Linked DNA regions of Mus musculus: all the other regions are linked to region 1. Evidence: chromatin contacts called from public ChIA-PET, Hi-C and HiChIP or PLAC-seq data. All regions are on one chromosome and are shown on one strand. Each heading gives the region's core, a stretch centred on a gene start, on an enhancer-like site or on the middle of the called end of the contact. The rest is flanking DNA. Distances are from core to core; before and after follow the strand shown.

Region 1 (2,700 bases), core at 152-2,651:
GTCGGAACAGTTTCACATCTTTGTACCTGGCCCACGGCAGAGCTCGGCCATCTAGATGACAAGTCAAGGCCTGTCAGCCTTAATAGTCCATGTATAAAAGGGGGCCTCACACATGAACTCACAACAGGTAAGACTTGCCCAATGTCACCCAGGTAGTGAGGGCCACCAACAACAGCATTCAGGTTGTCTGGGAGTTAACCAGTCCCCTTGAAGATGAATTCAATGAGCAAGCAGTTAAACCAACTGAGAACATGGTTCCCAGGGGTCACCCATTAATGCAGCACAGATACTTGGACGTTCACTTGAAAAGGAGAAGGTCTTTAACACTGAGACTTTACCTCCATGTGTGATGTGCTGAGTTCAGAGTACATTTTCTGTCATGAACCAGATCAAAGTAAACAGGAAAAAAAATAGAATGGTATTATACAAAAATATTTTTACTTTGATTCTATTTTAAGTAACCTGAGAAACCAGGTTGTGACTACAGGAATTGGGGTCCTAATGTTTGGATTCAATCCACTTAAGTCCCAAACTACTTTTTACACACACACACACACACACACACACACACACACACACTTCTGAATTTCACTACCTGGGTCTCAAGTTACCTGCAGTTCACCTGCAGCTTAGGTAAACAGTTAACTCCCAGCGGGGAAAACTTTCCTTGCAAAAGGCCACCCCGTCTTAACTTCCTTTCTTAAGCGAACCTGACTGGCCCCAGCACACTGTGGGCCCACTGCTCCTTCCCCAACACTGCCTCCCTTATTTGCATCCCAGCAGCCAACGTCAGGCACCCGATTCGGGACAGCACAGCCTTAAAGCGCAATGAATGAGCTTCAACTCTAAGGACTTGCAAATTCCAAGTTCTCAAAGTTTGCTTTTGTTTTCAAATCTTACATCATTTTTCCCACGCACACACACCAGCATACACTTGGTGCTACCACCATATTTAAGCCAGACTGCTTCTCCTCTTAGAAGCACAGGGGTACGTTCTGGCTGCCCACTGGCCCCAGATGCCCATGCCTGCCCGGGGGGTCTGTCCTTGGGGCCGAGCGGCGTTGACCACGGGCGTGGACACGTGGGCCGAGGCCGCCCGCTAGGTTCAGGCTGGGAGGAGCCCCGCGACCCGGGCGGCTCCGCAAACAAAGGCCGGGGAGCGGCGCGGGGCGAGCGGGGGCTGCGGGAACCGAGCTGCGGGAGGCGCGGGTCGGGGGGCGCGGTGAGAGCGGGGTACTCACGGAGGTCTCGTCGCGGTACACGTCGGGGTACTGGAAGGACAGCATGGCCGGATCCGGGCGCGGGCTGAAGGGGGGAAGTGCGGGCGAGGCTGGGCGCGGACTGCGGCGGAGGGCGGCGTGCGAGCGGGCGAGCGGACAGCCGGCGTGCACGGGCGGACTCACGGTGGGGCAGTGCGCCAAGCAGGAAGACGCTGTCGGCAAGGCCGGGAGCCCCTCCCCGGCGGGCGGGCCCAAGCGGCGACAAGAGGGAGCGGAGTCGCCGCGCGGGCGCCGGAACGGGCGCACAGCTCCCTCTGCAGGAGCACCAGCCGCGCCCGGGCGCACGGAGGAGCACGCTGGCGACGCCGCGCCACGCCGCTCGGCGACCGGCCTCCCGCAGCCCCGCGCTACGCCGCCTCCCCTCCTTCGCGCCCAGGAAGGAAAACTTTGCCTCTTCCCTGACCTAGGCCGGCTTTCCCCAACCCGCCCGTCCGCCTGCCTGCCACCAGCCACTCTGTATATGGAAGAAGAAATGCTTCAAGGTGATCGTGAAGGAAGTACAGCTTCCTCCCTTAACCCTTGATGGACACGGACTGCTCGGCCTCCAGGCTGAAGAGGTTCTTCAGAGGTGTTGCCAAGACAATGGATGATCCCTTGTTGGAGATTTACTGACTGATGGGGAGCGAGGTGAGAGAACTTATGGTAACCTAGGGTCCTTGTCTGACCCTATGGCTCCTCCCTTCTGCTTCGGGTTTTGTATTTTGAGCAACACTGTTCCTGAGTTGTAAAGAGACAAGATACCTCCTGCCTGATCTCAAACCCATCATGAAGACTGACTGACTACACTTCTCTATCCATGGGCCTCCTTTGTAGACCACCCAGAAGAGGCATTGTAGCCCCAATTTTCAATGTGTATAATGTGTCCTTGCCTTCCTACTTGCCATGGGAAAGATAGGGCCATCAGTAAAAGTCTGCATTATAAGAGAATTCTCACTGTTGGTTTCTAACTATTAAGGCTCATGTTGCAGGCTAGCACTACTGAACCCAGTCGCCAGGGGCTGCCAGGAGGTCTAGCTCCTGCCATCTCTGTGTGCAGTGCGTCATAAAGATAATCCCAAGGACACTTGACTCAGAGAATCCCCAGATAAGCGTTGATGCCTCCTTAAATGTTGATTTGAAAACTGTTATTGTCCCAGTTTTACAGTTGAGATAAACTGGAACTTTGTTTTGCTCAGTTTCACAAATAGTAGGGGTGGAGAAGAAAAGAGAGCCAGGATTCAGTCCCTGAAGGCTAACATTTCATTTCTACCTGTCCGACGTCTTCCCCCTCAGAAGGCACATAGAGATGCAGTTTGTTTGTAGTTTACAAGGGCATCCTTTTTAGCAAGAGAAACTTGAGTTTGACTACTTATGCTAGAAAGACTGACAAGTGTAGCAGCAGCTCATTATTATTATTATCATTATTATCATTGTCCCTGTT
Region 2 (2,724 bases), core at 19-2,518, 730 kb after region 1:
GACCTAACTTCTCCAAAAGTGACTACATTACAAACACACATGGCTGTGTACAGATAAGGGCAAAACACTCTACCCTGCAGAGACGCTCAAGCAGGAAGAAAGACAATTCAAAATAGCTTCAGGAAGTCCCTGAAACTGACCAGATTCACTAGGCCTCTCTTGCCACTGTAAAGAATAAAAGCTAAGAGTCCCATTGAAGGGAAGCTGAGCTACAAAGACAATCAGACAAGCTGAGGGGCAAAGATGACTCTGAGACCAGACCAGCTACCTGAAAGGGGTTTAGACCAACTGAAGAACTTGGAAAGGACACTCTGCAATCAGTTGAGCTGTCTGCAGGCTGTACAGGGTGTCCCAGGTTCCTAGCTTTTGTGACCTGCCATTCATGCTGGGAAGGCATTGGTGATGTAGCTGTCTTTGAGCCATTTCTGCTCCAGTGAGTAGCCCCTCAGCCACACTTCTGTAAGAAACCCCAATAAACCTACTGGTTCATAAACTTGGACTTTGGTGGTGTCTATACTTCACTCTGCTATAAATCCCTATCTGGAGTGAATATACCTGTGTGTTGTGTCTTCCCAGGAAAAATTCTGTCGTACAACAATAATGCTCAGGACAACAAAACTTAGAAACCGCTTTACTTCAAAGGAAAGAAAGAACAGTGTTTTAGAGAGACTTCTACTTAAGACTGCTTAGGCATAACCTAATGATGACAGGGGCTGACTTATTAAAGGCTGGGCAGAATTTCCTAGCAGTAGTCTCCTGAAGGTGTAACATCACTCAGACATTAGAATAACTATGTTTTAAATTAAAAATCTTCAAAAATAATAAAACTCAATTCTTCACAAATTATACTTTCCCAAATTAAAAACCTCGACAATTGCTAGGTCACCAGATCTCCTTGCTAGCAATGAGTTTTTTCCTATGCCAATGAAAGACTCTATAGTAAACCATAGCTACTTCCATTCCATTCATAATGGTAGGGACATCATAATGATTGGCATAAGGAGAACTGCAGAGGGCAGTGATGTTTCCTCTTTTTAAAAAATAGCTTAAAAGAGCATTTGCAACAAAAGTGTGAGTGAAGAACAGGGAGAAATGTTCAAGTAGGAGCTTAGCTCAACTACGATCCCAAGTGTCCTGTATCAGGACTGCTCAGTAAAGACTTGTCCTGTACTTAGAAGGGCATCCTCATGCTAACTCATGGATAGATGGATAGCACGCAAGTGACTGTAATACCGTAGTAAACGAGAGCAGAACCGCAAACTGGGTGTTGTGAGGAAATACCAGGAAGCCAGAACACAAAGCTTCACTCAGGGCTTGGGTCATACACAGCTCAGTGATAAAAGCACTTGCCTACCATGAGCAGGGCTGGGCCACTAGATGCAAGCAAACCAAACCCACAAACTCACCAACAAGAACAAAAATAGAGGAAAAAAAACCCCACTAAAAACAAACAAAAAACCCCCCAAACCCTAACAAGTTACATAAGGTAAAGTTCTAAGAGTGAGAGACACCCTAGCAGGTATAAAGTTAAAGCAGTTAATTGCACAGCACATCCAATGTAAACTTTGAAAACTCCATTTCAAAAGACGATGAAAACCAAGGAGAAATCCAGATGGCCTCAAGCTTCAAACTCATAACAGAGCTTGAATTATTCTTTAATGAAGAAAGAGATAATCACACTTCAGCATTCATGGGAACCTGGAGTAACAGCACTTGTTAGAAATTAGTGGATAGCAAACCCCAGCTAAGGGCCAGTGTACAGGGCACAGCAGAACAGGCAAGTGTGACTGCAATCCCAACTCCTAACACAAAGCACTGTCTCTAAGAGAAATCCAACACTGGAGTCCTCTCCTCAATCTGATAAGCTGGGAAATGTTACCTATGATTAATTATTATGACATAATAATAAGATAGATAATTCCTAAAATGTAGACTGAACAATGCAGTATGTGGTAACAAAGGCTAACTCTTTTCACTCCTAACTTTTAAAGCACTATTAAATAAAAGGGAACAGTAGTTGTTACAGAAACAATTACAGAGAGAATCAAAAGTAATTAACAGTCTCCTTCAACTTCCTTTGATACTTTATTAATTCAAGTAAGTGCTCATGGCACACAGTCAAAGAAAGCGTGTTACACAGGCGCACTGTCAGGCTTTACCAACAGTAACCTAATGTAGGCTTCAAACTGTCACAGCACACGTGACTGCAGATAAACTCATGCATGTCAAATTGTGCATCACATGCTTTTCAGAACCAGGTTCATATTTAAATTAGCTTAAGAATACACACAATTACAAGATGTATTCAATAAAAATAACAGAGAGGTTTAAACAATGCTGAGGACTTTACAGTCAAGTCTCTAGGGGAGGTGAGCGGGGGCCCAAGCCTTTCATCCCTTATGGAGGGAAATGTGAGTGGGCTGGCTAAAATACTCTGCAGGCCCCTCTCAATATTCCCGACGACATCAAGAAATAATAATTAGATTTGAAGCTGTCATTATTACAGCCAGGAACACTTAATCTCCAAAGCAGCAGAGTCTTAATTGAGACTATGATTAAATGACACACATACATCCAAATACATCCTCACATCTGGCTTAAAGTGTGTTTTGTCTCATTGAAATTATTACACTTGTAATTCTGTCTAGACAATGCCAAATATAGTTTGCCACATAATAGTTAAAGCAAATGTAGTTAACAGTTTGTGTACTCCTCACATCCTTT
Region 3 (2,700 bases), core at 4-2,503, 780 kb after region 1:
GTCACCTGTGTACATGATGAAACACACACTGCTGATAATGCACAGGGCAACCCAAGGAGGTTCTACCTGAGTATTAAGGGTCAATATACAACCAAGACAGTGTTGGGCAGTTAATTCATAATTTAGTATAATGTATAAGAAAAATCCTAAATAATTGCATGGTGCCCTCCAAAATTATGGGCCTAGGTGGATATCAATTTAAAATTCTTTTTAGAGTTATTATTTTATGTTTATGAATGTTTTGTCTACATGTATGTGTGGGCAACACATGCATTTCTGATGCCCTGAAGATCCAGAACAGGGTGTCAGATCCCCCTGAACTGGAGTTACAAAAGGTTCTGAGCCACCATGCAGATGCTAGGAACTGAACTTGTTGCAAAAGCCAAAAGTATTCCAATGGCTGAGCCATCTCTCCAGCAGGACATCAATTATTAACACCGAGGTACATCAAGGAGCTTGCTTTTATCCTTTCTCCCCACCCAGGACAAACCCTTTGGGATTGGCATCAGTTAATCCATAGTTAAAGATCAGTCAGCTGTTGGCCATCCACACATAAGCAAACTGCCTTAGGTGGGAAAAGACCTGCCTTATGTCAAACTACTGGCCACTAGTCAACTTAGAATAAGGACCCTGGTACTTAGCAGTGCCTTGACTTTTATTAAATATATACAAGTATTCTAAGCTAGTGATATACATATGTAAATTTCATTCAGTACCACAGTGAGACTTCAAATTCAAGCATGCTTAAATTCTACACTCAAAAGAAAAATTTCTGAATGTACAAATCACTCAAATTAACTTGCTGAAAACAGGAAGCCCTCATTACTTCCTGACTAGGTTAGCAGCTGATCTTTAGAATAAATGTCCAGGCTGGAGAGATGGATCAGCAGTTCAGAATGCCCGCTGAGCTTCAGAAGGCCTGAGGTCTCTCTAGCACCCAGCTAGGATTCCGCAGAAGCACCTGTAATTCCAGTTCCAGAATATCCAATTCCCAGTTCTGGCTTCTTTGGGCACCCACAAACATATCATAAATTCACACAGATACACACTGAAACAAATACACATTAAAAATCAAAGTAAGATAAATTTAAAATAAGTAAAATGAATAAATTTATGTGGTTATGGGCTGGAGAGATGTCTTGGTGGGGAAAGGCACTTGCTGCGCAGTCTAATGACTTGACTTAGACTACTGAGAGCTACATGATGGGAAGAGAAAAACTGGCTGTCCTGATCTCCACGTGGCTGCATGGCAGATGTGCACACAAGCACAAACATACCCCACCCACACATAGGAATCTCAAGTTATACTACAGGGTATAGTCATAAAGACAGCCTGGTGCAGGAATAAAAACACACAGGAAGAGCAATAGAAAAGAAGATCCAGAAATAAAATGACAAAGCTATGTATCCACTGAATTTTTGACAAAGTAGGCAAAAACATACTGGAAAACGGACAGCCTCTCCAGCAAACAGTGCTGGCCCTCCTGGCTGTACCTGCAGCAGAATGAAATTAGTCTTACCTTTCACCTTGTATAAAAATCAATACAAAACAGACTAAGGACCTTAATTTAAAACTTGAAACACTACAACTTGAAAGAAAACACCTTTTAAACTACTGGGATAGGAAGAACTTTCTGAACAGAACATAACAACACAGGAGCCAACCTCAAGTATCAGCAGGTGGGGCCACAGGGAAGTGAGAAGTCTGTACAGCAAAGAACGCTGTAGCCACAGACAGCCCACAGAATGGGGGCTACCAGCTACACTCAGTCAATATCCAAACTTACAAAGAACTGCAGAAATGAAACACCAAAGAAATAACACTGCCAATTAGCAAGTGGGTAAATAAACTTGAATATTCACTGTTAAAAAAAAAAAAAGAAACACAATGGCCAATAACTTTAAAAAAAACAATGTGGGTTTTTTTTTTTCAGATTTATTTATTTAATGAATTTAAGTACACTGTAGCTATCTTCAGACACACCAGAAGAGAGCATCAGATCCCATTTCAGATGGTTGTGAGTCACCATGTGGTTGCTGGGAACTGAACTCAGGACCTCTGGAACAGCAGCCAGTGCTCTTCACCACTGAGCCATCTCTCCAGGGAATGCAGACTAAAACTACTCTCAGAGCGTCTCACCAATGGCTATCGGTCATCAATAAACGTGACAACAAATGTTGGAGAGGATGTGCAGGGAAAGGAACCTCAACCACGATTAGTGGGCCACAAAACACTGCAGCTGTCATGAAACTCAGTTTGACGATTTCTCAAAAAACTTTTGAATAGAATTATCATGTGATCTCCTATTTCAGTTCTGAGTATACCCTAGCATAGAAGTGTTTTCACCCTCATCTTTATTATTGCTTTATTCACGAGAGAAAGGAACTGAAATCAACCTCAATCCCATCAACAGACAAATGGACAAGGAAAATTGGTGTATATATAAAATTATATATGTATACATATATAATATATATATATATATATGGAATACTGTTCAGCTCTAAAGAAAAATGAAATCACAAATTTTGCAGGAAGATGGATGGACTTAGAATATATATTATTAAGCAAGGTCACACAATCTTAGAAGAAGAAAAACCACATTTCTTCCTTACATGCAGAATCTAACATGAATGCATCTGCGTGTGTGAATACATATATTCGTAGGTACAGTAACATATGAAAGAGAGCAAGAAAAG
Region 4 (2,700 bases), core at 50-2,549, 740 kb before region 1:
TGAAACTTGGCCTAGAATTCTTCTCACTATAACATGCTATCAATAATATATTGATATATATAGCTTTCTGAAATAACAATCTACATGCAAAATGCCTTTCATATAATACTCTCAAAGGTCAGTTGCTGTTATTTCTGCTTTAACTGAAGAAACTATGGCAATGAGCCGTGCATGAACAGAAAACATCTCCACTTGGTCATCCTTGAAAAATGTGGTGTTAAAGTTTCCACTCACATTTTCGAGCTAAGCTATATGCCTGTACAGGAAATACAAATTATTAATAGCAGTTCCAGTATCTTATAAATGCAGAAAGTAATAAATATAAAAATGTTAAGTACACAGAGTCGATGATAGAGAGGATTTGTTTATTTGCACGATTTATGAAATTGTGACCTTGAAACTCTCATGCAAAAAAAAAAGCCATTAATCCCAATTTGTAAAGTACATGGGACCCACAGCAGGAGTGGTAATGTGGATAAAAGGCAATGTAAGAAGGCATAGACTGTCTTTTATAGCACATTTGTCAGCTTCCTTCCCATTAAGCCTGTTTTAAAAGGTGAGGTATATTTCTGACCCTAAAAAGTTAAAATTACTCACCCCAATCAATCTGGTATTGTACATTGAGATATACTGCCTTCTTCCACAAGTACTAAAAAATTTTATAAACCCTGAGGTAACCAGAGATGAATTTCTTAATAAAAATTCAATTTGTAAGGTTTCAATATTATTTACTTCTTGATTATAATTTGTGAGCCTTGCCCAATACAGCCACATAACTCCCTCCTCTGGCAGTGGAAGTTAAATTGATTGGGCCTGTTCACTAAATAACACATGAGCTGAACCATTTTTTTTTCTTCTCAAGTCTCTCATACTGCCTTGCTATTTACTTTCTGTCAAAATAATCCTTGCATGTCAGCCACCAGGCAAAACATAGACATCTATCTAAGAATTTTCCTCTCAGTTTAGTAAATGACTTTATATTGGAAAGTCTTTCTGCTCACGCAAAATTCACATAGAAGGGGAAAAAAAAGGTAACTCTGACATACCTGTTTCACCATTGTGGGAGGAAAAAATGCTGACACTGATCCTTGCTTCTCCCTCAGACCAAGGAATACGGCTTTATTTTGCACTTCCGGTGCTATTCATTCTCAATAGTAATCACCAGAGACTTAATTACACCTTCGTGTATGCCGGAGCAGAGGCATACAGTGTTAGTCCACAGGGTACTTGTGGGAGGGGCACATGGAGGCCCTGGAACTTTCCATTCTGCCTAGTTTCCTGGAATTCTGGCAGGACAACGGAAGTCCGCATGGATGCTGCACTGTTGGATGCTGGGAGCCTAAGAAGAAATCCCATTGTGTCCTCCCACAACCTTATCAGTTCAAGACAGAAATCCTCAGGCAGAGTCCGTTTCTCCAGCGAGGGACATTGCTTGGACTGAGAAGCCAGGCCACATGCGGGTCTGTAGTAGAATTGAAGCAAACTGTGCCCCTTGAACGACCTGTCTGACCAACTGTTAATCATTATCCAAACCTCAACAGAGGGGGGGAAATAACAATAAAGACCCTCAACTCTCACTGCACACGGTGGGATAAACGCAGGCAGCACCCAAGAGCCCAATAACACGGAGAGAGCAAAGCTGAAACTGGTATTTAATCTCTGGGGAGAGGAAAGAGGGCATAGAAAAGAGAGAACTCTAATTGAAACCGCACAGAAGCCCCCAGTCAGTGCTTCACGCTGACAGTCTCGAAGCCTGTGTGGAAATTGGCTTCACAGTCTTTGTTTCCTCTGGGCCACATGCTGCGAATCTGGTTACAATCATAGCTGTTATTAATCAGAACCGGGCTTGGGTTGCTGGCAAGTAAGTGGTACCAGGATGTAAGCTTTTATGTGCAGATACACAGGCTCCATTGACTTTGCCCTCAAATTCCCACATACTGCTCATCAATATGTACAGAATGCTCTCCAGAGCGGAACATCCAAGGCACGGGAAAGGCCAGGGAGACTGACCAGAGAAAGAAATTAGGAACGACAGATGTTTGACTTCTGCAAGGTCAGAGAGGCCGGTAAATAAGGTCCAGAAGCAGAGAGCCAAGGCTAGGGAGGTCTTGCCCATCAAACCTCGGCTCCAAAAGCACTGCAAAGTCACGTCCTGAGAGAAGATCAACAGCGCCTGAAGCAAGCAACTCTGGTGTCAGCCCAGAGCTCAGGTTCAAACACCTGGCTGAGAAGCCTCTGGCAAGAGATGACAAGTGTGGCTAAGTGGCAGACCATGTGCTCAGCATGCACAAGGCTCTGGAGTCAACTCCCAACACCAAATAAACAAACAGATAAATAAAAAGTTGGCAGAAAAGCCAAGCACTTGCTGGGGATTGGTGATTTACATAAAGGAGAGCAGCTTGGGAGTGGCTGACATATAAATTACATCTTTCTACAAATTCCCTGACTTCCTCCTCACCCCAACACCTACTAGTTGGCACAGCAGCATCTACACTCATTCTGGCTCTACCATATTCCCAGATCACTGGCTAGAGTGCTCACTTGCCTTTTTTCCTGGGTAGTTTCAGGTTCATTCTTACACATCAAACCAATATGGCTTCTTCAGTATGTGTCATGGCCAATTCCCCAACTGGGAGGAACCCCAGGTACGGACAAAACAGAGAATGGGAAAACCCCTCTATACATTTCTTATTAATACTT
Region 5 (2,700 bases), core at 9-2,508, 690 kb after region 1:
TTCTTCAGACCATCTTTGCATAGTCCATAAACATCAATACTTTCTCAGTACCCGAACTGGGCCTCTGAGGCCACTTCGAGGTCTTTACGGACCAGCAGCCTCATGCTTTGTGGCTGCTCTCTTGCAGGTGTCGTGGGAGGGTGCGCCCATGGGAGGTGGCTTCGTTTCGCTTACCACTGTCACAGAATACCAGAACCGGTCGGTACCGGATAGTGAACCGACTATGTCTCTGCTCAGGGTTCTAGGCAAGTTCGAGACTGAGGGGTGGCAGCTGCCGAGGGCCTTTGTGTCCAGCATCCTACAGCAGAACAGAGAGGAACGTGGCTGGAGGCCCCTTTTTTGAGCATCCGTTCTGTTCTAAACAGCTTAATCACCTTTAACTGGGCCCCAGCGCCGGACCGGCCCTGCTGTGTTGGGAGTGAAGCTTCTCCACTCAGTGGAACCATGACTGTGAATTTTAACCACTTGCACCTGAAAAAAAAAAAAAAAAAAAAAAAAAAGGAAGAGGATGCTGGATTAGGTGCAGTTCCTTTCTGGGACTTGGAACGTTGCCAGGAGCCTTGGCTCACTTTCCTGTCAGCCAGCCTCTCTGGCTCTGCAGACAGGCCAGGGCAGGAGATGCCTGTAGAGACCTGTAGGCAGACAGCTCAATGCAAAGATCACTTTCACTGTGTTGGCTGGGTGCTGGCTGCAAGCAGAGCCCCGGGCTGCTGCCAAGGGTTAAGGTAGCAAACCAGCAGTAAACGGAGTGCTTGGCAGAAGCCCAGCCTCTGAGACAGAGACAGGCTTAATTTCCATCCTTGGTCACAGTTGCAAAGGGACATTGCCACTCAGATCAACAAATCTGGTTTGCATGTGAGACATACAAACCATTCTTTGCATTGTGAAACAGAGTCTAAGAAGGTCCTATTCCCGGAAACCTCGAGGTGCCTCCCCTCCCAACTCTTAACATCCAGGTTACTCTAGCTGCTCTGAGTGAACCCTGACCTTTGAAAGGGGGGTATAATGCCTCCGAGAAACCCCAGGCCTGACTTCAAGCAGATCTTTATATAAGAACTGATTGCACAAGCCTGCATGTGTGGGGCTGAGGGAAGAAAAAGGGAAGAGTGCTTTCTGTGTATGACTGAGACCCTGCTATTCGTTTGACTTGGATGTTTCAGCTGAGCTCTGTCGATTATGAAGATAGTCATATATGTCAGTACTAGAAACCTCCGCTCGCAGTTGTACGAGCAGCTGCCCCATCCTCCCGCTCTAGCCTTGCCCTCCTCTGCAGTGAGCAGGAAGCAGAGACTCAGAGAGAGTTGGGCCTTGGCAGCTGGGAAGTGGTGGGGCATCAATTCTGCCCTCATAGCGAAGGGCAAGAGTGCTGGTCACATGGAATCCGGAGATGGCTGTGTAATGTGGGAGACGCTGAGTTCCATGTTCCCACACTGTAAGTCATGATGACACTGTTAAAAATGACGGGTGGGCGGCGGAAAGTGAAAGAAAAAGAACAAGAGGGAACAGAAACCGACCAGACGCACAGAGGATCAGGCGAGTGTAAGGAGGAAGGCACGAAGACAGGCTGGGGGAGGGGTAGCCTGGAAGTCAGTCAGGGAAAGGGGAAGGCAGGCAAAGGAGACTGGGTAGGAGGAAGAAACCAGACAAAGAGGATTGCGATGAGGTAGACACAGAGACAAGACCTTCTCCTTGAAAAAAAAAAATGTCCTTTTCCAGCCGAGGGTGGAGGCCAACCACGCCCCAACCCCTGCCTGACACGTCACTTTCAGACCCCGGCTGCAGGGCCAGCCGGAGAAGTCCCTCACCTTAAATCTGTCTCTGCTTGTTGAAGAAGGCCCGAATTGAGATGGAAGGAGTTTGTGAGACTTTCTGGAAATAACAGAGGAGAAAAGTAGAGAGCCATGTGCTTGGCAGAACCCTCTCGAGAGTCCTCAGACAGGCTGCGCCCGTTCTGCCCTTCACCTCAGGAGTGGTACCAAGCTCTCTGGCTTTGGTCTCCAGAAATCTGCAATCTGGGAGGGATCAAAGGTCCATATGGAGAGCGCTGAACAGCCACGCTGTTGCGCAGACAGTGAACACAGGCAGAAAATACCAATGGAAGATGAATGAGAGAAAAAGATGAATGAGATGAACGAGACCTTTAAAAAGATGAATGACCTTTTAAATGGACAATGGCTTTCTTGACAATGTCACAGAATTTTCTTAACTGTGGGGGAATTAGGGTAAACAATTTGGTCAACTATGGAAACATGGACAACTGGACCAAGAAGGTCCAGTGTGTGGGCTTGAGAACAGCATAGCAGAGCCAAAGCAGAGAATCCCATCACTAAAGCCAATCTCCAGGTGAGCTGGCTCAACAGAAGTATGGCATTGACCTTTAAAAAGTTTTTAAAATTAGCACTCCCCAGAAGTTATACTTATCATTAAAAAGCAACAAACATTGCCTAGACAACTCTGGCACAGGCCAGCTTGCAAGAGGGCCAGGCTTAGCCTCATCTGTCAGGTCGGACAGACACAGACTTCAGAGGACAGCTTGAGATCAAAGGTTGCAGGAAAAACTGAAGATGATGGAGGGTAGGCAGACACTGAAGGAGACTGAGGTGGTGGTGGTGGTGGTGTGTGTGTGTGTGTGTGTGTGTGTGTGTGTGTGTTTGTGAGAGTGTTTGTGTGTCTCTGTGTGAGTATGTCTGTTTGAGTGTA
Region 6 (2,700 bases), core at 42-2,541, 630 kb after region 1:
CTGTGCAGTTAAGAAAAGCAGAACCCTATTATCCTAATGTGCCAAGTGGTGCTGATTAGATGCCCGAGTTCTACAGAACCATTGTGGTAATATATATATTTAAAACCTCCTTAATATCTAGGGTGTAACAATTGCTAACATAAATCATCATTCTTTGGTAGATGAGGTCTTGTTTTCTTTAGAGTTGCCCATCTCAGGAACAACTATGCATAGAGTTGAGTGGGACAGTAACACCCACCAGGAGCCTAAGCGCCTCTGCCAGAGTTTGGACTGTTAGATTTACATAGTCCTCAGTGGGCAAAGCAAGTCTCAAGAAGTCACTAATTCTTTTTTAAATTTCCTTAATTACATAAAAGCTATACAGAAATATTCCCTATCATATTACAATATAGAGACTATACGTGGTGCATCATAGAAGTTTATGAGCACAATTCTTGATGGCCTTTCATTGGGGGAAATGAAATAATTTTGTTCTCATAAACTGATGTAAATGATGTTATTCTCTCTCTCTCTCTCTCTCTCTCTCTCTCTCTGTGTGTGTGTGTGTGTGTGTGTGTGTGTGTGTGTGTGTACCAAGTGTGGTAGCACATACTTTTAAGCAGAGGCAGGCATATCTCTTTTAGTTCAGGGCCATCCTGCTCTACATAAGGAATTCCAAGCAAATCAGGGTTATATAGTGAGAGCCTGTCTCCCCCTTTCCCCCCAAAAGGAAAAAGAATAAAAAAAAAAAAAGATAATGAGAAAGGGCCAGGTCAGAGGGAGGAAAAACAATAGGATGCACATGGAGAAGGCTTTCTAACAAAACCAGGCCTCCAGGGAGGTTGTCCAGAGAGGAGGGCAGAGGGGCAGCTAAAAGATGCTCAATGAGAGGAAGGTTTCAAGGCGCTCCATGAGCCAGTCCGCAAAGGTGGAGCACTTTTCCCATAATACATTGATTTCATTGCCTTCAGCTAGACCATTCTTGGAATTAGCTACCTCTTAAAATCCACTTCCAGCTGTGTGATGATCCTGAGTTTCTGAGACCATGGAGAAGCCTCCCACCACATCCCTTTTCAAGACCTCAAAGACCCCAAAGTCCAAGTGTTCAAAGTAGTGCTGACAGCTTAAATAAGCGAGAAGTGATTTTAATTTCAATACAGCCCTAATCGGTGTGATTCAGACGAAAACTGCAGCAAGATTCCAGAAGGTTATTTTTAACCAGATTTATGCAAATCTTCTCTGCTGTGGCCCAGCTTCTCAGAATACTATAAACTTAACGAACCTTCTCCTAGTTGGCTCCTTCCAGGCTTGCCAAGTGCTGAGTCAGGATTGGCCCTGTACACATTTCCCTCTCTCTGTGTTTAAGATAGAAGGTGTTATTCAGCACAAGTGTGACATAGTCATCTTTGAGTTTTTCCTCTGCCCTATCGAGAAAGAAAGAGGAAGTGGCAGATAAGCACCATCGGGTAATTTTGGTAAGAGATTCTTCAGTGTGCTTACAAAATGTGTTTTCGTGAAATGATAGGAAAACGCCCCATCTTTGGGCATCAGGAAAACTCACCTGTGGACAAAGGAAACCAGCTGCTCTCCACTATGGGTGGGGAACAAATAAGATCACAGCAGAAGAGTTTAAACCAGTGACCCCATCCTGGAGGTCGCGCATCAGATACATTACAACTCATAACAACAAAATTAGAGCTATGAAGTAGCAACAAAATAATTGTATGGTTGGGGGTCACTACAACATGAGGAACTTCATTAAAATGTTGCAGCATTAGGAAGGCTGAGAACCATTGATTTAGACTGAGACTAACTATCTCTGAGGTTTATAAGACACTGGGGTTCTCCTCAGGCAGGGACAGAGTTTTCCGACTTGTAGGAATTAAGGAAGAGTCACCCCACTTAAAAACACAAGCTCATCCCAAGATATCCCAGCAAGCCCCTCTATGCCAACAGTCCAAGCATCTGTCAATTTTATGTGCAGCCGAGGACCTAAACCAAGACATGTTCAAGACTTTGGTGGAGAACTTTAGTTTCCTTAACCTCCTGAGACTCTTTAGAAACAAAGTATGTATGACCTAACAAACTAGAAAAGCCTGCCTAACTCTGAGGAAGAGTCCATGATTCTGTGGAAAGGAAGAAAGAAAGAAAGAAAGAAAGAAAGAAAGAAAGAAAGAAAGAAAGAAAGAAAGAAAGAAAGAAAGAAAGAGAGAGGGGGGAAGGAGGGAGGCAGGGAGGGAGGGAGGAGAAGAAAGGAAGGAAGGAAGGAAGGAAGGAAGGAAGGAAGGAAGGAAGGAAGGAAGGAAGGAAGGAAGGAAGGAAGAGAAGGAAACAAACAAAGAAATGAAGAAACAAAGAAAGGAAGAAAGGAAGAAAGGAAGAAACAAAGAGTGTCCCACCTTGCAGTTCCCAGGAATCATGAACAGCAATGAAACAAAGAGTTCCCCTGGCCCTGTTAGAGAACCCCCAACCAGTGCAGGAGGTACTCAGGAAGAAGGGTGGCCTCTGCCCTCCCCTCTCCCATCAGTATCAGCACAGTGACCCTGAGTTCAAGTTCCCACCCATACAGGTTAAGGAAGTATGGAACATCAGCAACTTCTATGTAAACCTTTGTCATCCAGTAACACATAACCTACTATCAATAACCTAACCTGAAGATTAATAGCAAGGTCACCTAACTTTCTTCCACATGTCTCGGGCCCATAGTCTAGGAATACATTC
Region 7 (2,751 bases), core at 242-2,741, 740 kb after region 1:
TGAGTGAGTCAAAGAAAGTGAACAAAACTTACTCCAGAGTCCCGAGTCTGCGGACTTGCAGGGAAAGAAAGAGGAAACGGAAGCACAGGCTTACGCTGCTTGTGGTAGACACTACAAATACAGCAGCGCACACACAGCCTCGTGTCATGAACAACTCATCACACGTATTCCACTCGCCAGAAATACAGAAAGCCTGACAAACATTAATTTGCAACAATAGTATGATCTAAGGTAACTCAACTTGCCCAGTGCACAGCTGATTAGATAGCATCTGTACCTCTTTTCCACACCAAGCATTCTGAGACATTACAGTGAAGCAGGCGCATTTCATCTCCACAGTAACAAAATACTACAATCAGAGTTTTTTAGATGAAGAAGATCCAGAAATGAGACATAAGTGCCCAAGTGTTTCCCAACCTTCCTAATGCTGCAACCCTTTAGTATAGTTCCTCATGTTGTGGTGACCCCTAACTATTTAATCATTTCATTGCTAGTTCATAACTGTAATTTTGCTACTGTTATGAATAGTAATATAAATATCTGATATGCAGGCTATCTGATATGTGACCCCCCCCCCCCCCATAGGATTGTGAACCACAGCTTGGGAACAGCTGGCCTGCTCTGTCCTGAAACTTGCTTTCCAAGCCTGAGATCCCAGTCCTGCATGGCTTGAAGCCTCTCTATTTTAACCACGGCCATGCTCCATGCTACAGGGTTATTCTTTCAGACTGTCCAGGGTAGGGGCATTAGCTATAAGCTGCAGGTTGGTAGAGAAGGCAATCCCTGGGCATCTAACATGACAGACTCTTATTCTTTTCCTTTTCCTTTTTTTTTTTTTTTTAAAGATTTAGTTATTTACTTCATGTATGTGGGTACACTGTCACTGTCTTCAGACACACCAGAAGACAGCATCAGATCCCATTACAGATGGTTGTGAGCCACCATGTGGTTGCTGGGAATTGAACTCAGGACCTCTGGAAGAGCAGCCAGTGCTCTTAACTGCTGAGCCACCTCTCCAGCCCGACTCTTATCCTTAAGGTCGAGTACTCAGTGGAACGTTTTGCACTTTAGAAATCATTAACAGAGATAGCAGCCAGGCATGTACACCTTCAATTCCAGAGACAGAGCTCAATGCCAACACACAGCAACTTATGGGCTGGTCAGGGTTACAGTCAGACACTGTCTTAAAATAACTCCTCACTCCAGTCAAACAAGAACAAAAAAAACTCTAGGAAACACTTCATCTTTATCGTTTTCTCCAAATTTCTACAAAATCCATTCATCAAGCCTTAGAGGTAGTAGAGATGCCTTCTTCAGTAATGGAGTGTCGGCCTATCACATGACCTCTCCACCAAGCAAGGAGAACACTGCTGTGGTTAGAATGGGCCGTCACCATGGAGACTGGCCTCTGGGCATGCCTGTGGGGTTTGGGTTCATTGCTCTAACTGAGGTAGGAGCAGCAGCAGGAGCTCACGGCTCTATTCCTGACTGTGGATGTGATGCAATCAGCTGCCTTCACTTTCCCACCATGAAGCACTGAACCCTAGACTGCGAGTCAGAAGCCTTCCTCCTTCCCAAACGACGCTTCTGTCAGGGTTCTTCACACAAGAGAAGAAAACTAAAACACTAACCAGTGTTTCTTAAAATTAACTTGCTCTTGCAACAGCTCAGGGAACATCTGTTTCCAGAGACGTCATCCCACTTTAGCTTTCTGAGATTCCACCTCAGGCCAAAGCTTCCCAGTGGGCCATGTGCGTCCTCGGCCTGGGATCATGGCAGCATTGTCACTAGAGGAAGGGCCAGAATGGGGCTGAGTTCTTTCTCAGAAAACTGTCATTTGTCTGTCCTAGGATTTATCTGGTCAGACATCAAGCTTACTCAGTGAAAAAAAGTTTTAAAACTTCATAGCTACTAGAAGACAACAGCAATAGCAAACAAGTTAGTCAAAAAAATTGAATAGGAAAATCTAGAAATAAGAAACTGAACTGGTATAAAGGCCCCAACACATCAATGGTAATCTAGAAGAAACAGACACGGAACAGAACTGCACTCATGTCTGTGGTGACTTTATCTTCATATAAAAAGGAAAGCCAGCTTATACACTGGTTGTTTGCATACTTTAGTCATGCAACACAAGCAAGCACATACGCGCGTGGACACACACACACACACACACACACACACACACGAGAGAGAACAGAGAGATGTACTATTCTAGGCATTTAAAGAATCTTTTGAAATTGTCAGATGACCATACAAATTATAACCCAAGCAAGGAAATAAGGAAATAGGCTGACAACTGTAAAATCACACACACTGGACTTGAGCAAGCTAGATAGGGACTTTTACAGAACTATTTTTTAATACAATGAAATTTTTAAAAATGTGAAAATAATTAAAGAAGTAGGAAAATGTATTTAAGGAAACAATAGAGATTATGAAGATAAAGAGATAGAGCTAAGCATGGTGGCTCATACCTGTGATTACAGTTCTTAAAAAGAGTTTAGGGGCAGCCTGAACTACGCAGGACAAGGCTAGCCTAGGCTACATGAGACCACCTCACTCCACCAAGCAAAAGAAAACATAAGCCGAGTCACAGCTAACTGAAAATTGAAAGCTAAAATTAAATAAAAAGAACTTGTAGGGCTGGAGAGCTGGTCTGCTCTTGCAGAGGACCAGGGTTCCCTTGCCAGCACCTATGTGGTGACTTGCAACTGCTCATAATTCCAGCTCCAGACAGCCCAAAGCCCT

What was found. A called contact is a pair of places that touch in the nucleus more often than the background predicts. ChIA-PET counts read pairs in DNA pulled down with a chosen protein or histone mark. HiChIP or PLAC-seq counts read pairs in DNA pulled down with a chosen protein or histone mark.
Region 2: a Hi-C map of bone marrow-derived macrophages shows a contact between it and region 1, with 15 read pairs. The contact joins the enhancer-like site here to the promoter of Prep in region 1. A contact is called at or near these places in 1 of 15 datasets of contacts at CTCF or cohesin (large pre-B cells), 3 of 484 Hi-C or Micro-C datasets (CD8 T cells, bone marrow-derived macrophages and pre-pro-B cells), 14 of 115 datasets of contacts at active chromatin or transcription factors (the SCID.adh cell line, bone marrow-derived macrophages, craniofacial prominence and 10 more) and 2 of 9 other capture datasets (embryonic stem cells and liver).
Region 3: an RNA polymerase II ChIA-PET map of memory CD8 T cells shows a contact between it and region 1, with 7 times the contacts expected there. The contact joins the enhancer-like site here to the promoter of Prep in region 1. A contact is called at or near these places in 17 of 39 promoter capture datasets (the 3T3-L1 cell line, 3T3-L1-derived adipocytes, the C10 cell line and 12 more), 1 of 15 datasets of contacts at CTCF or cohesin (large pre-B cells), 6 of 484 Hi-C or Micro-C datasets (bone marrow-derived macrophages, common lymphoid progenitors, female germline stem cells and 3 more), 20 of 115 datasets of contacts at active chromatin or transcription factors (the 230-238 cell line, the NIH/3T3 cell line, SST interneurons and 14 more) and 3 of 9 other capture datasets (adipose tissue, embryonic stem cells and liver).
Region 4: a contact with region 1 is called in an H3K4me3 HiChIP or PLAC-seq map of embryonic limb bud, with 4 times the contacts expected there. The contact joins the promoter of D030045P18Rik here to the promoter of Prep in region 1. A contact is called at or near these places in 3 of 484 Hi-C or Micro-C datasets (the C2C12 cell line and embryonic stem cells), 4 of 115 datasets of contacts at active chromatin or transcription factors (embryonic limb bud, large pre-B cells, pro-B cells and 1 more) and 1 of 9 other capture datasets (embryonic stem cells).
Region 5: an H3K4me3 HiChIP or PLAC-seq map of bone marrow-derived macrophages shows a contact between it and region 1, with 5 times the contacts expected there. The contact joins the enhancer-like site here to the promoter of Prep in region 1. A contact is called at or near these places in 1 of 39 promoter capture datasets (embryonic stem cells), 1 of 484 Hi-C or Micro-C datasets (bone marrow-derived macrophages) and 15 of 115 datasets of contacts at active chromatin or transcription factors (SST interneurons, bone marrow-derived macrophages, craniofacial prominence and 7 more).
Region 6: an H3K4me3 HiChIP or PLAC-seq map of bone marrow-derived macrophages shows a contact between it and region 1, with 5 times the contacts expected there. The contact joins the enhancer-like site here to the promoter of Prep in region 1. A contact is called at or near these places in 1 of 484 Hi-C or Micro-C datasets (bone marrow-derived macrophages), 13 of 115 datasets of contacts at active chromatin or transcription factors (bone marrow-derived macrophages, effector CD8 T cells, embryonic forebrain and 6 more) and 1 of 9 other capture datasets (embryonic stem cells).
Region 7: a contact with region 1 is called in an H3K4me3 HiChIP or PLAC-seq map of bone marrow-derived macrophages, with 5 times the contacts expected there. The contact joins the enhancer-like site here to the promoter of Prep in region 1. A contact is called at or near these places in 1 of 15 datasets of contacts at CTCF or cohesin (large pre-B cells), 7 of 484 Hi-C or Micro-C datasets (B cells, CD8 T cells, bone marrow-derived macrophages and 3 more), 16 of 115 datasets of contacts at active chromatin or transcription factors (the 230-238 cell line, the SCID.adh cell line, bone marrow-derived macrophages and 10 more) and 2 of 9 other capture datasets (adipose tissue and embryonic stem cells).

Annotation. Positions count from the first base shown.
Region 1 is chr10:45,065,917-45,068,616 of GRCm38.p6, reverse strand. It overlaps Prep (prolyl endopeptidase), which reads right to left and starts at 1,401. Exons shown (of 15, transcript NM_011156.3): 1 at 1,242-1,401. The coding sequence starts at 1,286. It also overlaps 2310075K07Rik.
Region 2 is chr10:44,340,590-44,343,313 of GRCm38.p6, reverse strand. All of the region lies in intron 6 of Atg5 (autophagy related 5), which reads right to left. Among named protein-coding and RNA genes, the nearest start is that of Mir1929, 18 kb to the left of the region's middle. Within about 2 kb of position 1,268, at least 23 of the 459 cell types and tissues checked have an H3K27ac peak or open chromatin away from gene starts, as enhancers often do. A contact at or near this core is called in CD8 T cells and bone marrow-derived macrophages, where this site is marked.
Region 3 is chr10:44,281,539-44,284,238 of GRCm38.p6, reverse strand. The region is part of intron 1 of Atg5 (autophagy related 5); the gene reads right to left. Among named protein-coding and RNA genes, the nearest start is that of Atg5, 15 kb to the right of the region's middle. Within about 2 kb of position 1,253, at least 7 of the 459 cell types and tissues checked have an H3K27ac peak or open chromatin away from gene starts, as enhancers often do. A contact at or near this core is called in liver and memory CD8 T cells, where this site is marked.
Region 4 is chr10:45,806,303-45,809,002 of GRCm38.p6, reverse strand. It overlaps D030045P18Rik (RIKEN cDNA D030045P18 gene), which reads right to left and starts at 1,299. Exons shown (of 3, transcript NR_040624.1): 1 at 1,047-1,299.
Region 5 is chr10:44,379,514-44,382,213 of GRCm38.p6, reverse strand. No RefSeq gene overlaps it. Among named protein-coding and RNA genes, the nearest start is that of Mir1929, 21 kb to the right of the region's middle. Within about 2 kb of position 1,258, at least 189 of the 459 cell types and tissues checked have an H3K27ac peak or open chromatin away from gene starts, as enhancers often do. A contact at or near this core is called in SST interneurons, bone marrow-derived macrophages, craniofacial prominence and 1 more, where this site is marked.
Region 6 is chr10:44,433,477-44,436,176 of GRCm38.p6, reverse strand. No RefSeq gene overlaps it. Among named protein-coding and RNA genes, the nearest start is that of Gm35028, 6.8 kb to the right of the region's middle. Within about 2 kb of position 1,291, at least 38 of the 459 cell types and tissues checked have an H3K27ac peak or open chromatin away from gene starts, as enhancers often do. A contact at or near this core is called in bone marrow-derived macrophages and embryonic stem cells, where this site is marked.
Region 7 is chr10:44,324,636-44,327,386 of GRCm38.p6, reverse strand. All of the region lies in intron 6 of Atg5 (autophagy related 5), which reads right to left. Among named protein-coding and RNA genes, the nearest start is that of Mir1929, 34 kb to the left of the region's middle. Within about 2 kb of position 1,491, at least 41 of the 459 cell types and tissues checked have an H3K27ac peak or open chromatin away from gene starts, as enhancers often do. A contact at or near this core is called in the SCID.adh cell line and bone marrow-derived macrophages, where this site is marked.